Regions from separate parts of the Sus scrofa genome. Here all the other regions are linked to region 1. A link is a contact called in public Hi-C and HiChIP or PLAC-seq data. All regions are on one chromosome and are shown on one strand. Each heading gives the region's core, a stretch centred on a gene start, on an enhancer-like site or on the middle of the called end of the contact. The rest is flanking DNA. Distances are from core to core; before and after follow the strand shown.

The links. Hi-C and Micro-C count contacts between places; a contact is called where the count stands out from the background. HiChIP or PLAC-seq counts read pairs in DNA pulled down with a chosen protein or histone mark.
Region 2: an H3K27ac HiChIP or PLAC-seq map of skeletal muscle shows a contact between it and region 1, with 6 times the contacts expected there. The contact joins the promoter of CCDC93 here to the promoter of EN1 in region 1. A contact is called at or near these places in 2 of 5 promoter capture datasets (both in liver), 4 of 47 Hi-C or Micro-C datasets (alveolar macrophages, omental adipose tissue, psoas muscle and 1 more) and 2 of 2 datasets of contacts at active chromatin or transcription factors (alveolar macrophages and skeletal muscle).
Region 3: a Hi-C map of skeletal muscle shows a contact between it and region 1, with 6 times the contacts expected there. The contact joins the promoter of INSIG2 here to the promoter of EN1 in region 1. A contact is called at or near these places in 2 of 5 promoter capture datasets (fetal liver and fetal skeletal muscle), 2 of 47 Hi-C or Micro-C datasets (epiblast stem cells and skeletal muscle) and 1 of 2 datasets of contacts at active chromatin or transcription factors (skeletal muscle).
Region 4: a Hi-C map of subcutaneous adipose tissue shows a contact between it and region 1, with 2.4 times the contacts expected there. The contact joins the enhancer-like site here to the promoter of EN1 in region 1. A contact is called at or near these places in 16 of 47 Hi-C or Micro-C datasets (brain, embryonic fibroblasts, epiblast stem cells and 10 more) and 2 of 2 datasets of contacts at active chromatin or transcription factors (alveolar macrophages and skeletal muscle).

The regions. Positions count from the first base shown.
Region 1 is chr15:24,406,784-24,410,322 of Sscrofa11.1, reverse strand. EN1 (homeobox protein engrailed-1) reads left to right here and starts at 1,946. Exons shown (of 3, transcript XM_003133282.4): 1 at 1,946-2,864; 2 at 2,867-3,515. The coding sequence starts at 2,631.
Region 2 is chr15:23,591,897-23,595,435 of Sscrofa11.1, reverse strand. It overlaps CCDC93 (coiled-coil domain-containing protein 93), which reads left to right and starts at 1,690. Exons shown (of 24, transcript XM_001927273.5): 1 at 1,690-1,901. The coding sequence starts at 1,860.
Region 3 is chr15:23,674,732-23,678,270 of Sscrofa11.1, reverse strand. INSIG2 (insulin induced gene 2) reads right to left here and starts at 1,542. Exons shown (of 6, transcript NM_001129968.1): 1 at 1,517-1,542.
Region 4 is chr15:23,791,312-23,794,850 of Sscrofa11.1, reverse strand. No RefSeq gene overlaps it. Among named protein-coding and RNA genes, the nearest start is that of INSIG2, 120 kb to the right of the region's middle. Within about 2 kb of position 1,905, at least 11 of the 83 cell types and tissues checked have an H3K27ac peak or open chromatin away from gene starts, as enhancers often do. A contact at or near this core is called in retroperitoneal adipose tissue, skeletal muscle and subcutaneous adipose tissue, where this site is marked.

The DNA of each region.
Region 1 (3,539 bases), core at 697-3,196:
TAAGTACCCATGCTCGCTTGCGGGATAAAGATTTCAATTTTGCGAACTTAAATATAAATAAAATCCCACCTCCATTTCGGGGAGAAAAGGTGGGGGCACCGGGAGATTTCGGGGCGCTCTTGGGTGTAGAACTGAGGAGGACCCCGGAGACTCCCAGGTGGGACTCGGGGGAGGCTTGGGAGATTTGAGGAGGTCATATTGGGCTTGCTTTGGAAAGTGGTTCTCGCTGCTTCCGGGCCGCCGGGCAGTTCTAACTAGGAACCTGAACCCCGAGTATCGGAAGACCCTCGGCTGACCAGAAGCCTAAGCCAGCAATACTAACTTCCGAACTCCCGCTCTCCACCAGTCCCTTGGGGAAACTCTGGCTAGTGTGGCGGTTAGGCTAGTTGTGGTTTTCGTTTTATTTTCTTCCTAAACCTCTGTGACTTTTCTGGGCACAGGGACATTATTTTGCATGTTTCCATTAGACAATATTCCCAGAGATCCTTTCTCTGTCGTCCCAGTTAAGGATGGCGATCAGGGAACTCCAAGATAACATCCCTGCGAAGGCCTTAATTGCCAGACCTTTTCTAGCTACTCTCTAGGTACGCAAGTTTCAGAACACTGTCGGACCCTGGCCCTCCAAAAAGGCTCAAAGTCTCCGACGACAAACCCCTCCCATGTCCAGCGCCTCACCTCCCTCTACCCCGTTCCTGGCAATGGAAAAACTCCTCGACCAGGAATCTGCTCAGCGAAAATGCCCAGAGACTGCAGATGGATCTCCGTGAGCGTGGGAGCAGCAGGGGGCCCCTGCAGTTCCCCTAAAGCTTGAGAAGAATATGCGGAACAAGAGCGAGGAGTCTCAACGGAGATGGGAGCAATCCCAGGAAAATCTGGGCAACTGTGGGAAACCTGTCCAGCTGGCTAGGGCAAATACCTGGGGTGCAGTGCTTTTTTTATTTGTCGAATACACTTTGTAGGGAAATCTAATACGGAGGTTGCCCTCAGCCCAAAAGTTGGGGCCTCGCGCGCATCCACATCCCGCCTCGTTTGTCTAGGGGCCCGCCCAGGACAACTCTAAGATGCCCAGACGGCTTCGACTCAGGCGGCCAAGAAAGGAACAGGCGCCCGGTGCGACTGGCGCTCGGGCTCTCTCGCGCCCTCTGGGCCTGGCTTAATGGCGGCAGGACAGCTCCCGGGGTTGTCGAAGGTCCGGACGGGGAAGGACGTAGGTACGGACACCCAGAGAAGGACACACAGGGTAGCCGGCCAGCGTGCACTGCAAACCTACAGACGATGCGAGCTAGGGGCAGCTGGCCTCTCGGCTTTGCTGTTTGTGAAAAATAAACTGCCCCTCTGAAAGTAACCAACTCTAGGTCTGTTTCACATCTCCGACTCTTCCCGTTCTCACTCCTTCCCCTCTACTACACAGACACACAGACACATAGACACACGGACACACACACACACGTACGCACACACACATGCACACACCCTGACAGTGCCAGCAACCTTTCACCCTTCATAACAGCAAGAAAAAGCACGAGAGAGAAAATAAAAGGCTGAGTTGCTTAGCCAAGAGGTTACCAAAAGAGCTGAGGCCCCTGCCTCCTGACCCTGCGCCCCGCGCGCACGCACCCATAATCCTGCACTTCTCCAACAAGTTGTTTATGGAGTTGCTTCTCTATTTGCCTACACCCCAAAATCCACCCTTTCTCGGTCTCCTTTGCCCCTTCCTCCGTCCTGGCCTGAAAGAGGGGGAGGGGCGCGGGTGCGGGTGGGGGAGGGCGGGCCGGACGCGCGGGGCCGGGACCGCGGCGCCCCCTCTCCGCCCGCGGCCACCGCCCCCGGATTATTTATCCGCAAAGTCCCGCGAGCGCCTATTGGGCAGAGGCCCGGGTGTCAGCGCGAGTCCTGGCTCGCCATTGGCCCCGCACACGTGCGGCCCTGACTCACGTGCTTCCGGTTTGAAGGCAAAAAGTGTGCCTGGGTGATTTTTTTTTTAAGCGAGAGAGTTTGTGCAAAGATCCGAGCTGTCAGAGATTTGAAAAAAAAAAAAAAAAAAAAAAAAAAAAAAAAAAAAAAGGCAGCCCGGGCGCTGGCGGAGACGCGCTCTCCCTGCAAAAAAAGCAAAGGCGATTAAAGGCGCTGCCAGCCTCGCGCTCTGGGCACAGCTGAGCGTGACACTCGGGGAAGTCAAACCCCTCACTACTGCTTACGAAGATGGCTAGACTTTAAAGACTATTTTTTATCTTTAAGAAAACATTTCTTGGAGATTTTATTTTCTTGCTTGCTTTTTTCTTTTCTTTTTTTTTTTCCTTTCTTTTTGGCCGTGGCTTACTCCCCATTTAAAACAAATCATTGAATCTGGTTGCAGAAAGAAAAAAAGAAATAGCCAAGTGTCTCCATATCTGGATGTCTACAAATTAGAGAGAGGGAGAGACAGCGAGATCTATCTGCTCGATAATAGCAAGCGATCCAGGCCAGGCGCCTGGGCTTTTTTTTTCCTGCACTCGCCCGGTGCCTTCGTTGGGGCTTCGCCGGCCTCCTTCCTCCGCGCACCCCCACGGGCCGCTGGCAAAGTGGGGTGGGGAGCGAGGCGCGGGGGGGCGGGGGCCGGAGCGGCGGCCGTGGCGGCGGGGCGGCCGAGCATGGAAGAACAGCAGCCGGAACCTAAAAGTCAGCGGGACTCGGGCCTCGGCGCGGCGGCGGTGGCGGCGGCCCCGGGCAGCCTCGGCCTGAGCCTTAGCCCCGGCGCGAGCGGCAGCAGCGGCAGCAGCGGCAGCGATGGAGACAGCGTGCCGGTGTCCCCGCAGCCCGCGCCCCCCTCGCCGCCCGCGGCGCCCTGCCTGCCGCCCCTGGCCCACCACCCGCACCTCCCCCGCATCCCCCGCCCCCGCCGCCGCCGCCTCAGCATCTCGCGGCGCCTGCTCACCAGCCTCAGCCCGCGGCCCAGCTGCACCGCACCACCAACTTTTTCATCGACAACATCCTGAGGCCGGACTTCGGCTGCAAAAAGGAGCAGCCGCCGCCACAGCTCCTGGTGGCGGCGGCAGCCGGAGGAGGCGCAGGAGGAGGCCGGGTAGAGCGTGACAGAGGCCAGACCGGCGCAGGTAGAGATCCTGTCCACCCGCTGGGCACCAGGGCGCCAGGCGCCGCCTCGCTCCTGTGCGCCCCGGACGCGAACTGTGGCCCACCCGACGGCTCCCCGCCAGCCGGCGGCGGCGGCGGCGCGGGAGCGTCCAAGGCTGGGAATCCGGCAGCGGCGGCGGCAGCGGCGGCGGCGGCAGCGGCCGTGGCAGCGGCGGCGGCAGCGGCAGCAGCAGCGGCCAAACCTTCGGACAGCGGCGGTGGCAGTGGAGGCGGCGTAGGGAGCCCAGGTGCGCAGGGTGCTAAGTACCCAGACCACAGCAACCCCGCCATCCTGCTAATGGGCTCAGCCAACGGCGGGCCCGTAGTCAAAACTGACTCGCAGCAGCCCCTCGTATGGCCCGCCTGGGTCTACTGCACGCGCTACTCGGATCGTCCTTCCTCCGGTGAGTACCCAGCCCCAGGCTGTG
Region 2 (3,539 bases), core at 441-2,940, 810 kb after region 1:
GAAACAGCAAGATTTCTTACCGGGAAAGATAGCTGCTCATGTATGTTTCAAGCATTGCAAAGCATTTACAACCGGGAATTCTTGGATAGCCTACTTGAGTCCTATTATTCTCCAGGCCCTATTCCCCAGGCTGTTTTAAATACAGCTCTATTTGCTGCTACCTGGGAGCGTGCTACTTGTCCCTAGGCATTGATACCTGTCTGGTCATTCAACAGTGGCTACAAATGATCCTCCTTTAGTCCCCTTCATCCTATACCATCTCAGGGAAAGACAGGATTTTTTTTTTTCCCCTGGCAGCAGGCAGAAGTTCCCAGGCCAGGGATTGAACTTGCACCATAGCAGTGACCCTAGAGACCGGGTCCTTAACCCACTGAGCCACCAGGGAACTCTGAAAGGACAATTTTAAGATTACAAAAATAACACATTTGGGAAGTTATGAGAATGGGCTCATTAGAGAGCACCTGAGTTTCACTGGCTTCACAGTGTCTGAGAACAAAATGTCACACAACACAGGCAAATGAGTTCTCATAATACCTTAATTAGCATATTCAAATTCATCAAATTGTTGGGGACTGGGGGTTGGCACACAGTTTCATTAGCAATATTTACTAACTATATTTTAAAAGGAAATGGTCATTCTCTTCCAACCACTTGTTATACTCTGGTTCAAGAGAAATTTCTGTTCTGTCAGGATAAACTCCAGGAAGGGTACAAAAGGCACAAATCATTTTTTCAAGAACAAGCATTAACTGAGTACCAACTTTTTAAGCTGCTAAGAATGCAGAAAGGTACATACACACACACATGCACACAAAAACTTCTTTGATCCCAACGGGCTCATAGACTCTTCCCGCTCTGCCCTTCCCACCTTACACACACACACACACACACACACACACACACACAGGGAAGGATCTTTTCTACAGCAAGTTTTCACACGTCACCTCTTTCTTCAACGAGGGGGGAAAAAAAAAAAAAAAAAAAAAAAAGCCTGGTGAAGCCATTATGGAGCAGGTGCGAGGCGCTTGTGACCAGGGACACTATTCTTGCATTTCTGCCATTCCCTGGGGCAGACAAGGGGTGCTTCACCCAAGTGGTGTAGCTAAAATTACGTCAGTACCATTGCCAAATTCTCAGAGATGATCTTCCCCTCAGAAGTTGGGGATGGTGGAGGTGAGGGTGGAGGTCATTTATCCCAACGTTTTACCAGGGAACAAGATGCTCTGGCTCGGACAATGGGAAGGCAGCGAGTGTGAAGAACCCATTTTCCGGGACGTGGTTCCTTGGTCCATATATGAAGTTTGCCCAAATGAGCATTAATCAGGGGACAACCCTACTCTGAGTGAAACCAGGACCAGTCTGCGTCTGCAAGCTCATCAGTGCTCGGACACTGACCCGGCAGCAAGGGGGCTGAAGCCCGGCTAGCATAGAGGACCGAACCCACTCGGAGCATCCGATGCCCGTGAGAAGCAAAGAGGAGAGCCAGGATGCCAAATTTCCCCAAGACAGAGAAGTAGTCCTTTCACAAAGCACCTCAGAGGAAAATACAGAGCCCCGGCCCGAAGGTTCCGCAGAACAACGCGTCAGGGAGCCACACTGCAAAACATTCCCCCAGCCCGCCTGGGCCCGGGCCTCGCCCGCAGCTCTGGCGCAGGCGTAGTCGCGTCTTGCTCCAGCCCCCTCAGTGCGCATGCTCCGCCGAGCTGCTGCGCTCCCGGCCGGCGGCGGTGGCAGCGGCGGTAGCGGCGGAGGAAGTTCTCGCTTTGCACTCCACCCCGGTAGCAGCTTTGGGGCCGAGGACAGCTTCCTCTGGACGCTCGGTGGGCTTAGCTGCAGCCTCACGGCGGTCCGACGGGATCATGGGGTTGCCCAAGGGGCCGGAGGGCCAGGATCTTCCGGAGGTAAGGAACCTCCCCTTTCCCTGACACGTCGGGGTATTTGAAAGTGGGCCGAGCTGGCGGGGCCGCAGGCTCTTGGGGTTCCCGCTGCGTTTAGGGCGCCCCGCCCCCCTCCTCAGGTGTGTTCACCGCCCGGGGCACACACAGCTAGGGCCCGAGCAGGTCCCCCAAGCGTGAGTGTGGGCGGGGACAAACTTCTGCGGGTGCCGGGTCTCCTGGGACGGAGGGAGCCTTCCCAGCCCAATACCTGCCCCGACTCAGCCCCAGGCGCCGCGGGGCCCGGGGTCCCACCTCTCCCCCTTTCCGGGGCAGTCTCCCCCCTTACCCGCGCCGCACGGCTTCCGCTGAGAACCCTGTCTGCTGCGCCCAGGAGTCACGAGACACGCGCTGGGACGGTCCGGGCTCGGGTTGTGCAAAGGGCGGTGACCTTGTGGCGCCCGCCGCAGCCTCCTGGGGCCCACGGGGCCCCGGAGGCCAGCACTCGCCGCCTTGGTGTCGGGGGAGAATGCCACTCTGTATTTGCCCCCACCTCCGGCCCGGCCGGCAGGAGGAAGTTTGGAAGCCTTGCGCGCACTGGGTTTTGGCCGGGCGGGTCAACGTGCCGCGGTGTCCCGAGTGGCCACGAGCTCGCTGGTGGTGCTCAGTGGCCAGGCGGAAACGCCACTGCTTCTCCAAAAGATAACGGGTGCTTTTCCTTCCAGATGTGTTTATTATTAAGTACTCGATCCTGAGGGACAGTATGATCCTTGGTTTCTGGATTCACAGGTACATTGGCTGGAAAGACAGGAAAAGTGCATTTCCTTTTGGCAGCAAAAGTCACTTAGCTCGGTGGTTTGCATCTGTCTTCTATTCCAGTGGATTTACTCAAGAGCTAGTCTAGTTTACTAGATTCTTGCAAGAAATGGAATGCACACGGCACCTCTGTCCTCCTGCTAAGGTTCTGAGGCAGGCATTTGGCCAGGAGAGTGGATTCCTTTACTTGGTGCATGGCCTGGGTCTCTCAGAGTCAGTGGCCAATCTTGTTTCTTTGCTCCCCTCCCCATATCCTCAGTTCTTAAATGTCACTAGTACCCACTAATTAAGGAAGCACTGTTCTGTACATAAAAGCTAGAGAGGTAGTGATTGGAAGGATAGGCTTATCTATCAGTGGGTGCTCTCAGAATGCACATCTGTTTTGTTGTTATCTTAGGAAAACCTAGTAAGTGTAATTTTGTTAGAACCCTTGTATTAGGTAAAACCTGATATGCACGTTGCTTTGATGGGACCAGAGATTGTAAAGGATAGAATCTGTACTTTGAGGTGATTTGATTTAAATTTTTCTTTCTTGTTTTACAACTTATTTTTCAGCTTTTCTGAGGTATAATTAACAAATAAAATTGTAGATATTTTAAATGTACAATATGATAATTTCACATATACACTGTAAAAAGACTCCCCTCGCTGAACTGACACATCCATCACCTCACATACTGACCTTTTGGGGTGGGGGAATTAAGCTTTACACAGTGGATTTCAGTTATACAATATAGTGTTACCACTAGATCCTCAGACCTTATTTATCTTATAACTGAAAGTTTGTACCCTTTTGTAAAAAGGGACCTCTCCCTATGTCGTCCACTCTCAGCCTCAGGAAACCACTGT
Region 3 (3,539 bases), core at 293-2,792, 730 kb after region 1:
AAGTACATTACTGAACAAAAAGAAAAACAGTTCAAGTAATTTGGAGAGATCAACAACAAATCATCAAAATTGGGAAAACATTATTCCCAGTCTATGTGCTGCCTGTCAGTGGGTTGATATTATTACTTTTAGATAAACAAAAGAGGATTGTTAAGTGATTCTGGGTTTTGAGAATGAAAATCAAAGTTTACATTTGCCACTGAAACAACTTCCAAGCAATAGGTATTTGAACACAAATACACAAACAAAAACCATCGTTTGGGAATGATTGTCTGATAACAATGAAAATAAGCTGTCTTTAAAATTAATGATTTGCATTTTTCTTTTCCTTTTCAGCCCACCAAACATAAGAGCAACAGTTGTTAGTTTAAAAAGAATCAACCTCTTTCCCAAATGTTCATGATTCACAGCTTGGTCACTTTATATCAGATATGTACTGAAAACTATAACAAAACACACTATTAAATATAACATCCAGAGAAAGAATGAAGAAAACAGGAAGAGTAGTGGCTATTTTTTTTTCTCTGTGGGGCCCCTATTAGTGGCTCCTTTACTCCTTTTCACTCAATGGTTCTCTCTCAAGGCCAAGCCCCAAAGTTGGAAGACATAACCTGGCCACTGCTTGTCTGCTGTCATTTCTCCTTCACCCAAGACTGGAATGGTGTCTAATCCTCAGCAACACTGCCATACTGACTCCAGCCAGTATCAGTGGACCAGCTGTCAAGCCTATTCATTCCTTCTTGAAGCATTTCCCCACTGATCCTACAAAATAGTAAACTCTTCCTGGGATGTCTTCCTAGACTGTCTAGCTAACACCATACATACATAACTTATTAACTTTTTCCCAACGCTAACTGGACATGGGCCATTATCACTTAGGTTTTAGCACCCCCCCCCATCACACCCACAGTGCTTTTCTTTTCCCGATTGCCACTTCCACTGACCAACTCTTAAAATCCCAGAAAACTATCACCAACCGACTTCTAGTTCCTGGCAAGCATTCTCTCTGGCTTTATCCACACACCGACTCCAAAGGTTTCCAATTCCAATTCAAAAATACCAAAGTCCCGTTCGTCAACCCATTATCAACATACCTGTCGGCGGATTCTAAACTTACTACAATATCTACCTTTAGATTCACCCCCAAATCCTGACAGCTCTGTGCTGGAGAGCTCGCCGACCTCCACCCCGTCAAATCTCCGGGGTCGCCCTTCCCGCCGCCCTCCAGCCTTCTTTCTGCTCCGATACTCTAGCACTGTCCAAGAAGCTTCGGCCTCTCCTAGGAACTCTCCCCGATCCCGCTGTCCCCTTCCGGATCTCGCCTACCCTACCCCAGGTGAGCAGACCACCTCACCCTTCAGGCCCCTTCTATGGTCCTGGCTCCTCGCACTTGCTAAGCAGGTTTCCCAGGCTGCAAAATCGGAAGCGGTTCCTCTTACCGAGAGCCACCCCTTTCCTCAGGTCCCTACCCCCAACAACAAGACACTCGCGCTTCCTGGGAGACCCCCCAACTCACCCCTGTTTCCGCCATCTTCTGGGACCGGCCCCCGCCCCCCTCCGCCGCTTCCTCCTCCCCTCACGTAACTCCGCCTGAGCTTCACTGCGCCTGCGCGGCAGGCGCTGACGCTCTCCCGAAGATAGGGGCAGAAGAACTTCCGGTTTCTACGGGCGCCGAGTAGTGAGCCTGCGAAAGGGGGCAAAAGGACTTCCGATCTCCTTGAGCGTAGCTGCCGGCTACAGGCATGGACTACCTAGTGGTGGAGGCTACCAAATCAGCTGTTGTTTGCTGACCAGGCAGCAGAGGGTTGTGACGAATGCCCAGACCTGCGGGCCGTGTCAGGGAATCGCACAGCAACACACGCATACCCTGTGGGAGGCGAGGCTCTCCACACGTCGCTCCTCTGAGCCAGGATCTGGGCTGCGGCTAAGGATGCTGACTCTCATTTTCTGTGTGCTTTTGCCTGCCTTTGCTCTTTACCTTATTCCTGCATTCCTAAGTCATAACTTCTTTCGAGAAAGAGCGTAGTTGATATTTCTCTCCTTTTCATCCCACAGCATTTTTTCCTGTTTTCATTAATAATCGTTCCCCAAGTTTGACAAAAGCGATTTGTGTACAGTTGCTTTCATAGGAAGAGCTTTAGAGGTTTTCAGCGACGTAGAGAAAATGCAAAGTACAATGCAAAATACAAAAAGGAAATTACAAAGTAGATAAAATTATAATTCCTTGTTGGTTGGAAGTAGTACCGAACCATAATATGGATGAGGTCAGGTTACTGTGTTCTTGAGGCAAGTTTAAGTTGAAGGTTGGGCCTGGAATCCTTGCTTAAGAGATTTGAAAAGAAGCATTAGTTGGTGAAATTCCTTTGTGTTTTTTTTTTTTAACTTTGAACTGATAAATGATAGATGGGTTTGTATGTTTCTGACTTTTTATTGGTACACATATTTCTGAAAATTGAAAGAGAAATTGAATTTGCAACAGAATGCTTCCAAACAAGTATCTATCTGACCTTTCTTGTTTTCTCTAATGTTTCCTGTAACTAAGTCTCTTATGTAGGTTTTTACACTACCAGTAAAAAAAAAATGTGGGTGGATTATACAGAATGGAAATGGAATTTTAAAAAGAAAAGAGAAAAGCACCCAGACAAGAGAGGATTACCTCAAAATATCCCAACATCTGTCATGATTCTCTTTAAAACAACCTGAGTCCCACTCATCTAGGCCATGTCTTCTCTAGGCAAGCTTTCAAACACTTAGAAATTGCCTTCAAGAAAATCCTTAAGGAAAATTTTAACTTGAAAGACCTTTGTTTTAGTTTCAATATTTATTGACTGCAGGGAGGGACAAGACCTAAAAAGCAAGAACCATGTGGCACCAGTTCCTAAGGTTCTTGTATCCAACAGGGTCATTCCTACTGCAGTGTTCTACTTAAGTTTCCCGGCTGTCATGGATGATGTAGTCTTTAAGGAGGCACTGAGTATAGGTAGGCAAATATGATGAGGCTGTGCATTCTGGTGGGAGTCAGAGTTGGAAAAACAGAATAGATGGAGCATGGAGAATGTATTGAGACATGAATTCTGAATCTCAAGGTCATGAATTTAGACCAAATATTTGTTATTATGGAAACATTAAAACTGCATTTTACCTGATGCCAAGATATTAGCTGATTAAGAACTCTGAGAAATCAGAATAACTCTGGATTATTTTGAGCTGGTGTAATATAGGTGGTAGAATACTGGTGAAGGATTCTTGAAACCTCATGTTAGGCCAACAAGTGCATAGTCACATCCAGTATATTCATTTTTCTAGGATTTTTTTTCTCATTGGTTAAAATGAGGGGTTGGTCTAGATTATTTCTAAGGTCCTTTTCATAGAAAAAACTATCAATGATTTGATAATTTATGACTTCAGAGAAAAGATATTTCCATCAACCTTACATGTTGTTTGGTTTCCCAACTGAATGGGACCAAAGGTAAACCAGAAAACAAAAACTTCTTTATTTAGCTAACATAAACACCCACAAACGCTTATTTGCCTTGCTT
Region 4 (3,539 bases), core at 656-3,155, 620 kb after region 1:
AAAAACACTTCTTCCAAACCTACTTCGACAAGCTATGTATTTTCACCTAAAAGGTGGCAATGTCATGCTTGTCCTGTTCTGTGTTGTGTTTTCTTTTTAAGGAGGCTAAGTACACAGAGACCAAGAGGTTCTATTTAGAAGAGAAAGACCCTGGGCCCATTGCCTGGAGTTCAATGCCAGCCCACAGAGGTTCTCTCACCAACCAGAAAGGAAACAGCTGTGGTGACAGATGTTGGTGGTGCTGATTATTTCAGGGCTGTTTGCATTCAGATTTCCCAGGCAGTCTTAGTTTTTTGAAGTCGGGTCTCCTTTGACTGGTTTCCCCAGGTCTTAAGAGTGTGAAAATTAACCAACCCCTGGCCTCATGTATTGCATCCGTCTCCTCACTCTACTCCACAAGCACACAGATAAGGGACATCCACCCACCCTGCCCACACCCCGCACCCACGTGACTTCATCTTGAACAAGAGCAGCAGCCTGGGGGAGAGAAACCTTTTCATTCCTCCTTTAGTTGCTTTGTGTTTTTGTAGGTGTGTAATGGGAAGGTTGGGGTGGTGGGGAATGTCTGGCTTAACCTCATCCAAGGCCAGTTTCTCCAAAAGATGTGCAAACTTCTGATCCTACCAGAGACTTCAACTGAATACCAAAAAGGGGTGTCTTTGTTTCCTCTAAACGGAGTATTTACTTTGAGCTGGTAAAATGAATTAATGAAAGGAAATGACACCTTCAGCTTCTGGGGGAGGGGTGGCAAGAGAAATCAGGGGGTGGGGAATTTTCTTCCCTCCCCTCAAATAAAGGGGAAGATGGGCAGCTGAGGATGGAGAATGTGAGGGAGGGCGGATCCCACAGGGTTCTCTGAAACAGAGGCGGCTAGAAAACAGGTTACTCTTTTCTGGGATTAAAAATTGCTTCATAATACTGTAAGGCCCATGTATATGCAAGCAGTTGGGAGTTATTACCGGGCCTAAAATAGGAAGCCATTCGCTTGATCTTTTGCTTCAATCCTATTAAGGGCCCCCTGGAGCTCGAGAGAGATACCAGCCTGTCATGTCCCTGTTGCTGTGACGACCCTGTCTTTATAGAACAAGAAAGAGAAATGGTAGTGATTGGCAGACCTTGCTTGCCCCCGTATGTAACACAAAGGGCGACAAAACGAAGAGGAAGTGAGGCCCTTCTCCGAGGTCTGACGCTTCTTAACCCTACACCACCTTCCACCTGGCCCAAGGCGTCCCCCGCCCGCCTCCCTCAAAGTGAAGAGAAAGGGTGGGGGTACCACTGGCCTAATGTCCAACGATCACTAGTTATTTTTGTGTGCAATCGCCAGTAATGCCGTAAGGTTAAAAAAAATGCATAAAAGCCTGTCTTCTATCAACTTCTGGAAGCGAGAAAAGGAGCTGATGAAGCATTCCCAGCCCGAGGGCTGGGCCAGCAACATTGTCACCCAGGCACTGTTTGCCCCGATGTTGTGGGGCGGGGGGGTGCAGGTTGGAGGCGGCAGGGGCCTGATAAATCCCACCATATGGTGCCAGACTCTGGCTCTCTGGCCATAAATCACGACCTCCCTTTTCGGGGTTTCTCGCTGGGTTCCTCCGATTGCCGCTGAAGCGGGAAGTGCAAAAGGCCGTTTGTGCCAGTTTTCCCCGCAGCCCACGGCAAGAGGGGCGGGTGGCCCCGAGATCCGCGCGTACAAAGGCCCTGCCCGCCGCTCCGTCGCATCCGGGGCTAGCGTAGCAGAAGGGAAGCCAGCTGACACCAGAAGCCAAGGCATCTGGGTCTGGCCTGTCCCTTCCTAGGAGCTGGTGACCTGGGAGCCTGATACGGCCCGGCCGCTACGGCCCATGAGCCCCCGCAGCCGGGGCGCCAGCTCCGCTACCACGTCCCGCCGCCCAGTAGCCTCGCTGGGCTCTGTCACAGTCCTGGGTCGGTTCGGCCGCTCCCTCCAGCCCCAACCAGGTTTGCAGCCTCATCAGGGCAAACTAAACCCAGAATCGTCGCCGAGGCCCCGGGTGGCCCTGAAATGTACACGGATTAAGGGTCCAAGATGATTTCCGGGGGTGAGAGGGAGCAGCTTTGAGCACAGCGCTCTCGTCACCCTGAGTCTTTGATGGGGTAGAGGAGGGAGAAAGGAAAAGCAAAAAAGAAAGAAAAGTTTCTTTCGGGGGAAACCGTGCAATAGGAAATGAAGATCCGCTCTGTAGTTTAGCTGAAAGGAAACGCTGTCTAATCCTGACATGTATCGCATTTAAAATAAAACTCTTTTATCTTCAGGCGTGCTGAGCCCCCCAAACATTGTTCGGACTCCTACAGGGGGAAAGACGTCATAAAATGAGAATTTGTTTCATTGTGGGTCTCTCTGCCAACAGAAGGCTTTTCAGGGACCGCCAAACAAAGCCGGTGCCAGGAAGGGGGCCTTTCCAGGTGAGCTGGAGAAGAGCTAGCAACTCCCCTCCGGTCCAGGCAACCGCCTTCCCGGGAAATAAGTTGGGAAATAAAACCGGCACTTTCCTCCTCATTAACCCCCCAGTTTCCTTTCCAAGACCCCATCTCCCTCCCTAGTAAATGACAAGCCACTCTCCTCTTAACCCAAGCGCCCTTGGCTTCCCAATAAGCCCGGAAGATTTTTTAAGAAACGATGTTAAAGCTTGAAAATGGGGAGAGCGGGACCTGGGACTCGCAGCCGCCCTGGGTTCAGTGTTGTTGGGGGTTGTTTTCCCTCCTGGCGTGATAAAGGAAAATATTTTCGCTGCACCCTACAAGCTTGTTTTTAATTTCTCTCTCTCTCTCTTTTTTTTTTTTCTTCCAAGAAGCAGATCAAGAAAAACTAATTACAAGGCACGGCACCGAAGTTAAATGAAAATGTAATCCGGCAATACGGAAGCAAATTAATTTTTTAAAAGATAGATTTTAGTTAAGAAAAGAAAAACACCTTGTTCTTTCTGCTAACGTTTGTTAAAACTGGGCTTGGTTTGGAGCTGAAAAATCAGTACTAACCCGAAACTCTGAGGTCATTGTCTTGAGTGCCGGTCTTTAGAAATTCTAATTTGAAAATGTTCAAGCCTTCTTTTGGGGTCTTTGTTTTGGTTTTTACATCGAAAGGTTTGGAGGGGCGGTATTTGTTTTGTTTTGATTTGGTTGAAAAATACTCCGTGTCTGTTTAGCACTAGTGGTCTTGAAAACTGGGAAGATTGGGGGATGGATTTTCTGAAAGTGCCCCAATTGATATTTGACTGAAATAATAATTAAAAAAAAAAAAAACCTTTCTTCCTTCCAGGTGAATGTCACAGCTCTAAAAATGTTCTTGATTATTGGAAAAGTGGGCACGAACCACACACATCTAAGTTGCTCTAAACCAGGGCTTGTTTCCAGACACTCTCCTTACTCCAGTGAGAAGAGTTTTGTTATTTTTGCTGTTAATGATGGATTTTTTGTTTTCATTTTCGTTTTTGTTTATTTCTTAAGCACTCTTTTGGGGTCTTCTGCCTCCTATATTATCTTCCTGGGGGAAAGGTTTCATTTTCATTTCAAAAATGCACAAGCTG